2 separate regions of the Zea mays genome follow, and region 1 is linked to region 2. A link is a contact called in public Hi-C data. All regions are on one chromosome and are shown on one strand. The core of a region is the stretch at or near the end of the contact, and the rest is flanking DNA. Distances in the headings are between cores, read along the strand shown. Region 1 holds the start of LOC100191225 (AMSH-like ubiquitin thioesterase 2). Region 2 holds the start of LOC100273417 (V-type proton ATPase subunit E3).

Evidence for each region. Hi-C and Micro-C count contacts between places; a contact is called where the count stands out from the background.
Region 1: a contact with region 2 is called in a Hi-C map of leaf, with 4 times the contacts expected there. The contact joins the promoter of LOC100191225 here to the promoter of LOC100273417 in region 2. A contact is called at or near these places in 15 of 25 Hi-C or Micro-C datasets (bundle sheath, ear, endosperm and 5 more) and 2 of 3 datasets of contacts at active chromatin or transcription factors (leaf and seedling).

The regions. Positions count from the first base shown.
Region 1 is chr8:152,345,403-152,352,756 of Zm-B73-REFERENCE-NAM-5.0, forward strand. It overlaps LOC100191225 (AMSH-like ubiquitin thioesterase 2), which reads left to right and starts at 4,003. Exons shown (of 9, transcript NM_001136659.1): 1 at 4,003-4,135; 2 at 5,215-5,256; 3 at 5,337-5,619; 4 at 5,729-5,818; 5 at 5,905-5,967; 6 at 6,087-6,161. The coding sequence starts at 5,243. It also overlaps LOC103636137.
Region 2 is chr8:152,113,275-152,119,999 of Zm-B73-REFERENCE-NAM-5.0, forward strand. It overlaps LOC100273417 (V-type proton ATPase subunit E3), which reads left to right and starts at 4,238. Exons shown (of 6, transcript NM_001147854.1): 1 at 4,238-4,442. The coding sequence starts at 4,341. It overlaps LOC103636134 (sphinganine C4-monooxygenase 1), which reads right to left and starts at 2,144. Exons shown (of 2, transcript XM_008658493.2): 1 at 1,633-2,144; 2 at 1-534. The coding sequence starts at 1,872.

The DNA.
Region 1 (7,354 bases), core at 2,753-5,252, 230 kb after region 2:
ATACAGTTCTAATATGCAAACAGAAAACAAAATGGGCTTTTGGTAGAAACTAGATATTTGTTTTTTATGTTAAATAATTGTTTTTTTCCTGTGATGTGTTTTCTTTGCTGAAATAGCTTTCGTTATTACAGAACTTTTTGGTAGACATAAAGGGTCCTAATTTGCCCTTCCTACCGGTGCTTGCATTTGAAGGTGGTACAAGGAGAAACATACCAAAGTTTGAGGTAAGATACTGGATCATCTGAACTTTCTAGTATTGTTTAGTTTCATAGTGTTGTCAGTCTCTATACTTAAAGTTTGAAATGTGTATAGGATAGGCCACATGTGCAGTTCTTAACTATGCTCAGTACCTTGTGGATTCCCCCCTGTTCCAAATACTCCTTCCATTCTTTTATGCTTGATGTTCTAGCACTTTTTACACTAAAATTAAGAAAAAATACAAAATAATCACATGCTTCTATTAAAGTTGTCTTTCAATTTAGATTATTTCTCCTAAACTAGAAAACTACATGCATTTGATGTTAGTTACTAATGAACAAGTAGATTGAGTCTATTATATTGTACTCCCTCCGTTCCAATTTATAATTCGTTTGACTTTTTTTAACCTAAGTTTGATCGGCTTGTCTTATTCAAAAAGTTTCATATTTATTACTAAATTTTACTGTGATATTGTTTAGCATATAATATACTTTAAGTATGGTTTTGAATTTTTCATTTTTTCGCAAAAAAAAATGAATAAGACGAGCCAGCCAAACTTGGCACAAAAAAGTCAAACGAATTATAATTTGGGACAGAGGGAGTACAATTTTACTTTGGCAGGATATACCCTATAACATCAAATAAAAAGGAACAGAGAGTAAATGCTATAGTCAGGTACTGAACATGTCTATATCCACTGTGATCTCAACTCTGAGTGGTGCCATAAGTTGTTTCCACAGTGTTTTGAGCTTTATATTCTATCGATTATATAATCGTCCTATGATGGGAGTGTTCCTGCAGATTGGTACATTAATATATGCTCGAGTGGTGAAAGCAAATAGTATCATGAATCCCGGGCTTTCATGCAGAGATGGTAATTTTTTAGCTTGCAGCTCAGTGTCTACTTTCCTTAATTTTCTATCAGAAGTATGGAATACCAAATGTTCTAGCATATGTAACCTCATTGCTTGTGAGATGATACTCAGTATGGATCGTTTGTTTTTGGTTTTATCTGATTGTTCTTTTTCCGTATGTTCCTATTTTTCAAGCTACTGGGAAAGCTGCTGAATTTGGTCAGCTGAAAGATGGTTATATGTTTGACACATCAACTGGCATGTCAAGAATGTGAGGACAACACACCTCGTACTCGATTTAGTCACTAGCATTGTTTTTTTTGTTAGATTGTGAATTTGACATTAGCTGCTTATAGGTTGTTAAGTACGCCAACATGTCCAGTTCTGGAGGCCCTTGGGAAAAAAAACTGTCGTTTGAGATTGCTGTTGGAATCAATGGTCGAGTCTGGGTATGTTCTAGATACTGTCCACATGGTTTTTTATCCCACCTTTTTTTGTTAGATTGTCAACAGTAATGTTTCTTGTGTTGTATTTCTTGGTTTATATTATGTAGGTGAATGCTCCTGCGGCAAGTACTGTCATTCTTGTATCAAATGCAATTATGAGGTCAGAATCTTTGAGTGGCATAAAACAAAGAGCTATGGTAGAAAATCTCTTGGAGAGATAGTCATGATGGTAAGTCGGCAGGCATTAGTCCAAACTCCAAAGTGAAATTGGGGAGTTTCCATTGTGCTTCGAAGTAAAAGTATATTAGTTTGAGATCAAAGTGACTGTCCACATCAAAGGAAAAATATTAACTCTTGCATCTGTTGTTCAATATCCCATACATATATGGCGGACAACCAGCCAACTTCATTGCATTTAGTAACCCTATGTCAGGGTAGGTTTCATTTCTCACTGGATCAGTGGTAAGGCTGTGCGCAACGGATGCCGCAGGACGCCCTCTCCCCTTCGCCTGTAGCTGCATGGCGGCTACAGGGCAGCCGCTAGTGCTGCAGCGGCTCTCCCTAGCGAGCACTCTACGCGGAGGTAAGACTCTCTCTCCCCCTCGTTCTGGCGTATGCCTCTCTCTCCCTCTAAACACTGTTCACGTGGGCCCACTTTCAATTGTTAGTAGATAAAAAATTTATAGTAAATGAAAAGTATGTATAAAAAATGATATTTTATAGTGTAGTGGGATATAGGGGGAGTATTTAGGGGGAACCGCTGCGTGAGATGAAAAAATAGGGGGTGAAATGTTGATGATGTGACCCAAAAAAGTGATATAGGGGGAAAAATTTAGGGGGAACGGTTGCGGATAGCCTAATGACTACATGTTTCTGAACATAGCATCACCTACTATTGACAAATGCCTATCTGATTTGTTTTGCTACTATCTTTTTCGTAACTGTTTTTTAGTCAGAATTATGTGTAATTTATTTTCGTATGTGCAGGTAAGGTAATGTGTGCTTATCAATGAATGTATTTTGGAAAATTGCTTGGTTAGATGCCACAGCCGATTCCTGCTAACAGGAAAAATGGTAAGCCCTACCATCTCAACAGGGCACGCCAGATGGATCAAGGATGTCGCACATAAACTAGATATGACAAAAGGATGCTGGTGTTTTGTCCCCCCGATTTTGTAGACTAAAACGATAGATTGGATAGTTTTGCAATGCAATTTCTGGCAAATGCTGCATTGTTTGTTGCCTATCTTAAGGCGATGGGCAATGGCGAGCAAATCATGCATATGACCATATAAAACATTGTATTCCGTTATAGACTGTATTATTTACAGAGTGAAGTTTGAAACGAGAGAGAAAGATAAATAAGCTCCATCACAAGGTCTCTTACCGATATTGTTGTAAAAAAAAAGGCTCCTACGGCTCAGTTTCAACATTTTCCATAATCGCTGCACTCCCAAATCCACTTTTGCTGACCCCAGCTGTTGACTTTAGTTACAACTTTTTGGGCGAGTGAATATGATTTTTGGCCGTGCCCTTTCACATGAAGGTTTTGTTTGGGTACTTTAGTATTGACCCAAATTTACATTTGTTGAGGTGGATTTAAGTGTAAATTAGTTTAAGTTACACTTTATTCCACAACACATGTGGATTGAGGTCAATACTAAATTACCCAAACTAGTCGAAAGCTTTTGAAAACCAAAATGTTTATGGGACAAGTTTGACTGGTGTAGAAATGGTGAGGGCATTTGCTTTCTGGTAAGATTTGCGGAAGTTAGAATCAACGTGCCATCCCACACCGCCATACGCATAGCTTCCTTCCCCTCCACTCAACGCCCTGCGCGTGGGCCCTGTCGCACGCGGAGCCCACGCGGCAGTGGCCCATGCAGTACTGCAGGGGATCCCGATCCTCAACGCCCTCTCCCTTTTGCGATGCGTTAACGGCTGACCTGGCGATGACAGGCAACAATAGCGCCAAGCCAACGGTCAGTCGATCGATCCCATGCCGGTATGCCGTCCCCTCCTCGATTCTTCCCCAGATTATTATTATTAACCGATGCACCGCACCCAGCATCGCCGTCAGGAGCGTGAGCCCCATGCGCCGGCGCCGAAAGCGCGCCGGGCCGACACCTCATCATCCCCTGATCCGCACCGCGGCGCTGCACTCCGCTGCAGCTGCCGACGTCGCTGGCTCACCTCGCCGAGCCAGCGCAACCGTGACCGTGACCGGCGTCCCGCTGACCCGCCCTTCGGTCCAGCGCCCCCGGACTTTTTTCGTCCCTATATCCAGAACTCTCCATTGCTTTGCTCTCAGTCTCCCACCCGCCCAGGCCAGCGCCCCTCTTTCTCTTTGTGATGTGGGCGGCATGCACTGCACGATAGCGACGTGGCGCGCCCATCCAATTCCGTGAGCCCATCCAGTTCGTGTTCGCGTAAGAATAACGGCAGCCAGCCACAGCCCACAGGCCCCCAAGGACTCTCGTCGCTCGCCTTTCCCCCAACTTTCTCCCCCCGCTCGGCCATACGGCCACTCGCCTCGCCTCGCTGAAACCAATCGCCTCTTCTCTCCCTCTCCCTCTCCCTCCAATGCTTCCCACCGATCGCTCCTGAAGCGGCTCAACTGCTCCAGATTTTCTCGAGGTGAGTGAGCTCTGTCTCGTGACCGATGACCTACTTTGCGGAAGTTGACACTGCCCAGCCGCGAGATTCGCGGTCCGCTAGGCGTGAGGTCGTGCTTATCTGGTTGGCTTTTAGGGTTTAACTTCTAGCGGGGAGGCTCGGCGGGGAGCTAAGGATTGGTACTACTTTCCGTGGCTGTTTCTGGGGTGGTTAGTGATGAAGAGGTCGTTCTTAATTCGAATTATTGTTGGACTATTACTTTTGTTCGGCGCAGGTTGGTTTTCTGTTGTTTGAAGCAGCGCAGAGTCTTCAATTGCTATGCATTTGTTTATGGGACCTGCTAGAATTTGTGCCTGAACTTTAGCTTAGCTTTCTTTCAGGCAAAGGTTACTGTTGTAGTTCGGTTCTGATAATAAAAAAACTCGTCGGATGAAACCATAAGCTCGACAAAGTATGATCCGTGTTTGGAACAAAGACAATTAACAATTATTTCAATAGTCAAACAAGGACAAAAAAACTAATATGTTATACAAAGATGAATAACAAATCAAAAAACTCGGCCAGGGAGGAAAAAACCGCCCTCTCCTGTATTATATTAAGAAGAGTCCGAAACATGGTCCTGACCGAGAAACTCCCCTCACCCTGGTACCCCATCACTAGCGGGTCATCACCGCCCAGTCTGCAACGGCACAACCGAAGGGTGGCATGCAAGACGTAACCCAGAGCGGGCGCGACACATCGAGGGGATTTTTTTAACCAAGCCCGAACTTCGCCCCCAAGGGGAATCGAACCCACGGCCTAGAGGTGCTACTCGGAAGCCTTAATCATTACGCTCCTGAATCATCTTAAAATTCAGGCACTTAATATAGGAGAAGTGTTTATTTATTAGAAAAGAAAATGGTGTACCTGCCCTGAACTTCATCGATTGCTCGCCAATGTTTTTGTTAGTTCGCTTAAATGATGTTCAACAATAGCAATGCTCTGGTGTTGTCACTTGTTAGATGCCTTATCAAACTGCTGTCATTTCTTTCCAGATCCTCGACTCTTTTGTCTTCAGTATTTCTAAATGTTCGATATTTTTGTAAAAAAAAAAATTGCAGGCTGAAATTTTGGTGTCCTTGCTCAGCCATGGGTAGTAGGAGGTATGCAGTGCTTTACCTTCTGTAGCGGTCGACAATTTTGTTTATGATACATCATGACATGATCAATGCAAAATTGGCAGATATGACATTGATACGAGGAGATGTGGGATCCACTCAAGACCAACCAAATCAATGTATCTGGATGCTCAACAAATCGTCAGCTGCCAAACTAGAGTGGGAGACCACGATGTTGGTTCCTGTGCTGTGAAGCATCACTTCCCGTCTCCAATCGTATCTTGGATAGAAGATCTTTCCAGCTTTGGCAATGCTTCTTTTAATCCTGTCTCTGAATATGTGGATGAGCAAGCCAGAGCTTCAGTGGGACAGTCTTCAGCATCAAGTAATTTGCATGACATGCAAATAGTACGTTCTCTTTCGTTCCCCATCATTTTCTTTTAAGAATATACAGTGTTTCTTGGAGGATGGTAAGACTGAAGATTGAGATGAAATAACATCCTTACATGTTATTCAGTCAGTGAGATTGACAGCCGAATTCATGGAGCTTGCAAAGGAGAATACAAGCAATAATCTAGAGACTTGTGGAATTCTTGGTGCTTCATTTGTAAGTGAAGCGGGCAACAAGTTACCTATGTGACAAGAATACCTAATTGTCAGATTAGATCTTGAGTATTTTATGTTTCTATGCAGAGGGATGGAACTTATTTTGTCACGATGTTGATTATACCAAAGCAAGAAGGAACTGCTCACTCAGTATGTCAGTAACTGAGTGGTTTCTAACATTATTCTTAATATATTTTTGTTAGTTTATTATATGTCATGACAACTATCTAGCTATCCCATTCTGAAGTCTTCCTTTCTTTTCCAAATAGTGTCAGGCTGTTAGTGAGGAGGAGATACATGCCGTGTTATCAGAGCAGTCACTTTATCCTGCAGGGTGGATTCATGTATATATTCTAGCATTTCCCTACTTCATGAAATTTCTCTTAAATGCACGTACAAGTTACATGCTTCGTATAATCTGAAAAGATAAATAAGCTGATACATGTGCAAGATGATTTCCTTGTTGCAGCATGTACTGTGTTAGATGTTTTCCTTGTTGCAGCATGTAATCTCATTCATCATTTACACTTAGTTTTCTTTCTTTTTTATTGCAGTTGAGAGCCGAGCCTTTTTTTCATTTTGTCTTGCTGCAATTCTTTTTTTTTGTGAATGAAGCAGGAGAGCTGCGTGTCATTTCATTAAGATAGAAAGAGTATAAAACGAGTTGGATTTTGAAAGAAGCCCAACTCGCCGTAAATAACCGAACACACTCCCACCCACACTGAAAAAAGGGAGGGGTGGGAAGATACATGACCAGGACCTGAACAAACTACTCCAAACACTGGGTAATCTGGACCAACGACCTTGCTAGCAATTCATTCAGCTTTGATGCTTCAGCCATACACCACAAACTGCATTCATCATCTATGGTCTGAAGAAGGGTATGGATATTAGACAGCCCCTTCAAACACACAAGAATTCCGGTGCTTCCACACAAGGTTTTCAAGTCAGTAAGTCGAGTCGAGTCGACAAGGTACCGACTTGGTGACTAGTCGATAAGTCAGTCGACTAGTCGTGGACTTGCCAATATAGTGGCTGTTTTGCCTATATAATGGCTTCATATAGACAATATATCAATTATATATGAAGAAAGAGGATGTTTTACCTCTTTTGAAGTTTGAAATTGAACGAAACTGAAATAAACAGCAAGTCTTACCTCATTTGAAGCCTCAAACTGAACCAAATCAGCCACATAAGTGATAAGTCATAAACTCATAAGTCATAACAGTCATATAGTTCAAATTGGAAAACAAATAGCAAGAAAATATAGTTCAAACTTGAAAGGAAATAAACTCCATTAGATCTAAGCTGCTGTTGTAGCTAGATAGATACTAGATACCCTAAATATCTCCCAAATCAAGATCATCCATTGCATTTTCTTCACCACCAGCACCAGCTTGAGTTGGACTGTTATGTGGGGATTCACCAAAGTCATCCACTTCTTCATCATAATTAGACATGTACTCTTCGTCATCTTGTTCATTGCCCTCATTGCCTTGCTCTTCCTCTTCCATAACTCTCTCCTCCTGTGTAGCAG
Region 2 (6,725 bases), core at 2,988-5,487:
CAGGACGTACGACGCGTGCGTGCCGAGCAGACGGTCCCAGATGACGAAGAAGGGCTGGGAGAAGTTGTGCCGGCCGCCGCCGCGCTGGTGGTGCACGTCGTGGTAGACGGTGTTGTTCCGGAACACGACGTGGAACGGGTTCCACGGCGCGGCCACGCCGCAGTGGTCGTCCACGCCCTTGACGGTGGCGAAGACGAAGAAGGCCGTGGCCACACGCGGGGGCATGCCCGAGGCCAGGTACGCCGCAACGCCCGACATCGTCTCCGTGAGCACGCCGTCCACAGGGTGCCCGTACTGCGCCGCGTACGCGTAGGGCGCCGCCACGCGGTGGTGGCACGAGTGGAACTGCCGGTACATGTACGGGACGGAGTGCATGAGCCTGTGCGTGAAGTACTGCCACGCGTCCAGCACCAGCATCGCCACGCCGAACCGCGCCGCCGCCACCAGCAGGAACGGTTCCGCCACAGCCACCGCCGCCGCGAGATCGTCGTTGGTGGCGGTGGCATCAGCAGCAGCGGCACCGTGTCCCTTCATCTGCACAAACAATGACGGACGTACTAAAAGATTATTAGGTGTGTGAACCGAAGGCATCCGGCATAATAAATGACGGTCAGAAATGCATAGATTCCCAACAAAGGACGCCCGCCCGGCGGCCCCGTGATAGATGAAACAAGACGCGCGCGCAGCAAATGCATGCATATGGAGTGCACGTACGCGTGTGCACTGTACAGCAGGCGGCTGCCCTGCGCATGGCCACGGGCTGGTGCGGTGCGCTGCGTGGACACGGCCAGCACTGAGCCGCGGTGCAGAGTGCTGACTGGTCTTCAATGCTTGTCAGGCTTAACTGCTTAAGCCATTCACAAGCAGGCGAGCCGGTCGTCACCCATACATGGAGTGGAGTGGCAGAGGCTTCAGGCTACACTGGAGGAGCCGTTTGGTCATCCGGCCTATTCAAATTTATTCATGCCGTTCGTTTTTATGGATTAAAGTCAGACAAAACATTTCAGATTAAAGCCAAGGAAACAACACCTAAATTCTTTGGATGACCAATAATCCAAAACGCTTCCTTCTGAACGGATTAATTTGTGATCCACAAAACAACACCGGGTGTGTAGTATGAGCTCGATCGAGCCTGATGGTAGCTTGGCAGCCGTTTCAAACTGTGCATTGTTTGTCACAGGTTGCCTTGAATGTCGTGGAAACACACACTTGACCCTGGTTTTTGGCCAATCCTGGTTGCCTGCACGACGGCAGATCAAGCTGGAGCTTTCAGGCAGTCGCACGATCGCACACTCCTTTCCTCCACGGGAGTTTAATCGGCTTCCGACCGTCTCCGGCGGACCGTGTGATCACGTAAAATATTGTTTCACTGTACTGTAGAGTGTAATGTTTTATGGAGTAGTGGAATTGAAGGTGGGATAGAAAAGCCACATCCCATCTGTCTGTCTATCTATCTACCTACATATCTACGCTATGAAAAACAATTTAGAGTGGTCGTCCAACAGCATGCATGACAACACAGCAGGGCGAGGACAGCAAGTTCTTTTCTGCTTGGTTATATTAACACTACTCCTACAGTACTAGGCAGCGATGCATAATATGGACACTGATGAGAAGCGGAGAGTTGTAGACCTTGAGGATGGCAACGGAAATGGAGACCTGGATGCCCTGCTGCAGGAGCACCCCTTTGACGACGTCCTTCCTGGAGGCGACGTTCTTGGTCTCCTCGTCCCGCCTCGAGTGCAGCCTGTACCTGTCCAGCACCGCGGTACGCGCCAGCAGCGCCTCGTAGATCCCCGCGTACACCCAGTACACGGCCACCGGCGCCAGCGTCACCACCAGCTCCTCGCCGCTCATCATCATCCACCACATCGCCGCGCCGGACGTACTTCGCGTGGTACGTCGCGAGTAGCTATAGCTCTAGCGCGCTGGCACCCGCCTCCTCCGCCGTCGCCGCCGGCAAAGCAAGAGGACTAGAGGAGTGATGAGAAGCGGCCTAGGCGCCTAGCTGAAGAGAACGGATGGATCTAGCTCTAGCCATATATGCTAGTTGCTGTCAACGCGCGCGCATCCGAGCCCCTGTGTGTAGTAATGTGTTGTGCGTGCTTGCAACCCTTTCAGCCTCTTTGACAGCTTTTGCGCTCGAGCTCCACCGTGCTAGCTGTTGTTGCATTCTTATCGGTTCCGAGGTGGCGACTGGCGAGGTGGCCACGACGGACCGGGAACGCGCGTGACGCGACCCTAGGGAGAGGGACTTGGGCGCGCCTGGCATGAATGCGCCAGGCAATATCGTAAGGTAGAAATTGTTCAGATGCGAAAAGGGCACGCTGCGAGAGCGCGAAAAAAACACCTTTCAACGCGTGTCATTTTATTACATACCAAAAAAAAACAATATCCCCATTCAACGAGTACAACGTGTTGGAACTGAGTGACTGTATTGATCGGATGTACAGTGGTTACTGAAAGCACATGTTTCTGATTGTGTGGGAGGGCATAATAATCCTTTAATAATGATTGTTCCATCCCACAAGGGCTGAGCTAGCTCAAGTTTAAAACATAATCTAGGCTAGCTTTATTATGTGGTGTAGATATACTTGAGTCGCGACAATATAATATTTTGCTAAAGAGTTTATGGATTTTATCGGGCCCCAACAAAACAGGTGGATCCGCGTGTGGCTCTTTTTTTAGGGACGAGACTAGAAGCAACTCTAAAAAAAATGTTCTCCAAAACGTTTTATTGGGGTTGTTGCTAAAAAATATTTCTTAAAAAAAGCTAAACCCACAGCAGACGGCTAATACATAATCCCAAATACTTTTGAAACAACTAGTATCCTGTCTTTAGTTGGCATTTCGTCGAACATGTAAACTACATGCGGTAGAAAGCTAACAGTACAAGCAATAAGAACACGTATTTATTTCTTCCTGTGCCTCGCCGGCCGGTCAGCGTGCTCATTTGTCCCCATGTGGATCGACCATGGCCAGGTCAGCGTGCTCATTTGCACGGCCAGGACCCCAGGGGTTGCAAGACGACCGCGGGGCTAGAGGAGGCAACGTCGAGGACTACTTTGCGGAGGAGCCGGCGGCGCGGCAGGCCGTGTAAAAAGCGAAGGCGAGTAGGGGCGATTGGGGAGGATCTGTGACGCTCAAATTTGCGGGAGGGCAGGAAATGGATGAGGGAAGCAAAAAAAATGGGTATAGTTGTTGCACAAACGGTCGGCCCGGTTCCGCACGGCACGGGCCGGCCCGACGGATAATCAGGCCATGCCCGATCGGCCCGCGTGTCGCAGCTACGGTCCAATCACGGCATACCGGCCTAGTAGCTATGCTGGGCCGATCCGTTAACTTGTTCATGTTGTGTTGTTAAATCAGGAAAAATAGTAAAAAAAACTATACACAAGTGAGGTTTTAAACCCACGACCTCTCTACAAGGCTGAAAACGCTACATGAAGGAGACTAACATGTAAAACTTACATCTAGTGCATTTGTTGTAAAAATAGCAATTATAAAATCTAAATATATATACTATGTTTTATAAAATAAAAAATATAATCGTGTCGGACCGGACTGGCACTGCGGGCCGATGCAATGGCGTGCCGGGCCCGGTCTGGAACTATTAAATGAGTTGTGCTTTGGGCCGGTCCGTTAAACACGACCCATTTGGCCATCTATAAATATAAATATGGGGAGAAGAGGGAATGGTTGGAGGGCTCAAAATGTGTTTTTTCCTTAAAACGTTTTTGGGTTGGTTTAGGTGATTTCTTGGAGATACCCTAAGAGCATCTACAACAACGACCTATAAAAAAACTCTATAATTTAAAAATGAGTATAATTTATATAATTTAGGGCATCAACAAAACACACCGCTCTAACAGTAAAGCCTCAAATATAGATTATATGACAGCCCACTATAGTGTATTTGAGGCACTTGAGAATGTATCTTATAGTTTTTTGATCAAATTTTATGAAATGAGGCACTGTTGTAGTTATTTTTTCAGTGTAAAACTCTATATTTTAATTTAAGACATTAGCTTGAGATATTGTTGGAGATACTCTGATGTAAAAAACTGGTCAGACAATGACCGGAAGCAATGATAAAGATCACGGAACCATGGACCGGGTTCACGAAATAATGGTATCACATACAGACAGGCAGCGGCAACCAACCCGATCACGTTGCCCCCGCGCGGCTAGACGCCTAGACTAGCCCCACGACCTCCACCTCGACCAGTCTCGATCCCGTGGACTCCCGATTGCCTCCTCAGCAACTTCCATACCCCCAGCGCGGCGGTGCCGGAGCGAGCAGAGCAGCCGGAGGGCCTGTCGGATCCGCCGCCGTCAAGATGAATGACGCCGATGTATCCAAGCAGATCCAGCAGATGGTGCGGTTCATCCGCCAGGAGGCCGACGAGAAGGCCAACGAGATCTCCGTCTCCGCCGAGGAGGTCAGTTTACCCTGCCTGCCGCTTCCTCACCCTCCTAGAAGCTTCCAGAAGCTTCTAGATGCTTGTCTCTGTACTCTCAGCTGCCCGATCTGGCTGACGCGCTCCATGATCCCGAAGCATCTGGGAGAGCCGGCTTTAGCTGCTCGATTGTTTTAACGCTTGGTGCTTCGCTTATTGTGTACGAGATCCGTAGTCCCAAGCGACAAAGGCCCCCAGTTCCGAGGCAGATCGAGGAGAGTTTGGAGTTGGGTTAGCGGCTCTAGGGCTTTGGGCTTGTTACGCTCATGGTGGGTGGTGAACATTGTAGAGAGTTCTAGATCGCGGAGGTTTTGTGCCTCCAACCCTCCACGCTTTTGAGTTGGTATTCACGCCATTCTCTACCGACTGGCATAATTCTAGGGCTCCTGTATAACTGTAGTCAGACGAGGTATGTTTTCGGAGCTCACAAATGGTTCACATGCTTCCTGAATGTTCTGGAAACAAAATTGGAGCTTAAGCTGAATTGGGAACTCCTAAGACGTGATTCTCATCCTTCATCTAGAAGCTAAATGATCTTAAGCTGAATCACTCCATTTCTCCTCTTGATTAATTCTATGTCATTCCCTTCAAAGGGAACGTCTCATGCTTGGATGCCCAATTTGTCTTCTGGCTTGGTTCTAGGAGTTATGCTTCAAAAGTTCAAATAGCTTTCTGAAAATAAGAGTGTAACCCCTGATATCAAAAGTTCAAACAACTAATCACAACTTCTGTATGTCCGGTACCTAATTACCTAAGCCATTAACCATGTATCACTTTTTAAGGTGTCTTCTATTTTCTCGTTGTAGTGTAGACATTGAAGTAACTGTACTGGAAGATGCGATCTGATCGATACCAATTTTGGTTGGTTGCTTGATGAATTGCTAGTGTGCTAGACACTGGACGACAAATTTACTTGTTGGAGGGCTTCTACAATCATGCATATTCATGTATTTTCCTTTTTGTCTTTGCTGCCAACTTATGAACACAGTGTACCAATTAAATTCAATGTATGAGATCACATGCGTGTATGATTAATATACTGATTCTGCTACAGTGTAGTAGAATATGATGGACCATTATGTTCAACCTCCATTGGTAGAATACACCTGCCAAACATTCAAAATCTTGACTAATAATATGTATAAACTATAAAGATTACCTATTTACTTGTGTGAAAAACACATTGCTAGACCTATCTTTTAAAAAATGCTTCCATAAAAGTACATTTGTTATTGTAGATCGGCATGAAAAAAGTAGCATGCACAGTTTAGTCTTGAAGAATGAAGATCATAAAAAACTAAACAATACAAGAAAACATTCACTTTGTGTGCTATATTTGGGTTGAGGAAATAGTAGTGTGTTCCCTGGGGCCTGGATATACATGTGCTGCCTTAATGTTTGATTTCATGAAAATAGTCATGTATTGAAGTCTTTGCACAATATATACACCTCTTTTCGTTGCTATTTCCACACCCAACTTTTGCCTGATTATTCATGTTTATGCATTTGGATGGAAGTCGAATGTGAGTTAATTATTAACTATACTGCCAGTAAATTGTGTCAGAGATTTAGGTTTATCATTAGAACAGTAGCATCCTCTGTGCCCACATCCTCAGGCCGGACCAGGCCAAAAAAGGTCCACTTTTGCTATGACCCGAGCCCACCTGCTGCATGGCCCAATGAACTGAAGAAGACTTGGCGAGGGCATAGTGGCGCCCTGTGGCAGACGGCTGGATCCGGCACGTCTTGTGCTCCATGGTGACGTGCCTCTGCCTCTTGTCGGCCCTGTGTGCCCAGGGACAACAGGATCTGGAGCAGTTGATGTAGATTTTCTCCTGGTGGCAGACACAGAGCTCCTGCCATCTTTTGTCAGTTCAAGCTTGTCTAGCGCTGGAGGTGCTTCACGGCTAGTGGCTTGAGGATAGATTGAACGCGACTACAAGAGTAAGAGACAGGAGTCGGAGGCAGCCTGTGGAGAGGCAAGGGAGCAGAAAGCTTATAAGAGGCTAACGTGGGCCATAGGGTTGGGCACGGTGTGGGTGGCATATATGTGATAACGATGGGTTTCTGTTGTTGGGCTACTGCTGGGCCACATGTGGGATGGTAAGCCAGTGGTATTTTTCAATTAAGTTTTCCTATTCTGGCTGTCCGGTCGGCCCGTTGAAAATCAGGTCTCTCAGCCTGACCTAACATTTTCTTTGGCTTAATAATGATGGTCTGCGCTTGCCCGCCATATTGATTGGGTTGGGTTGGGTCGGTTTCTTT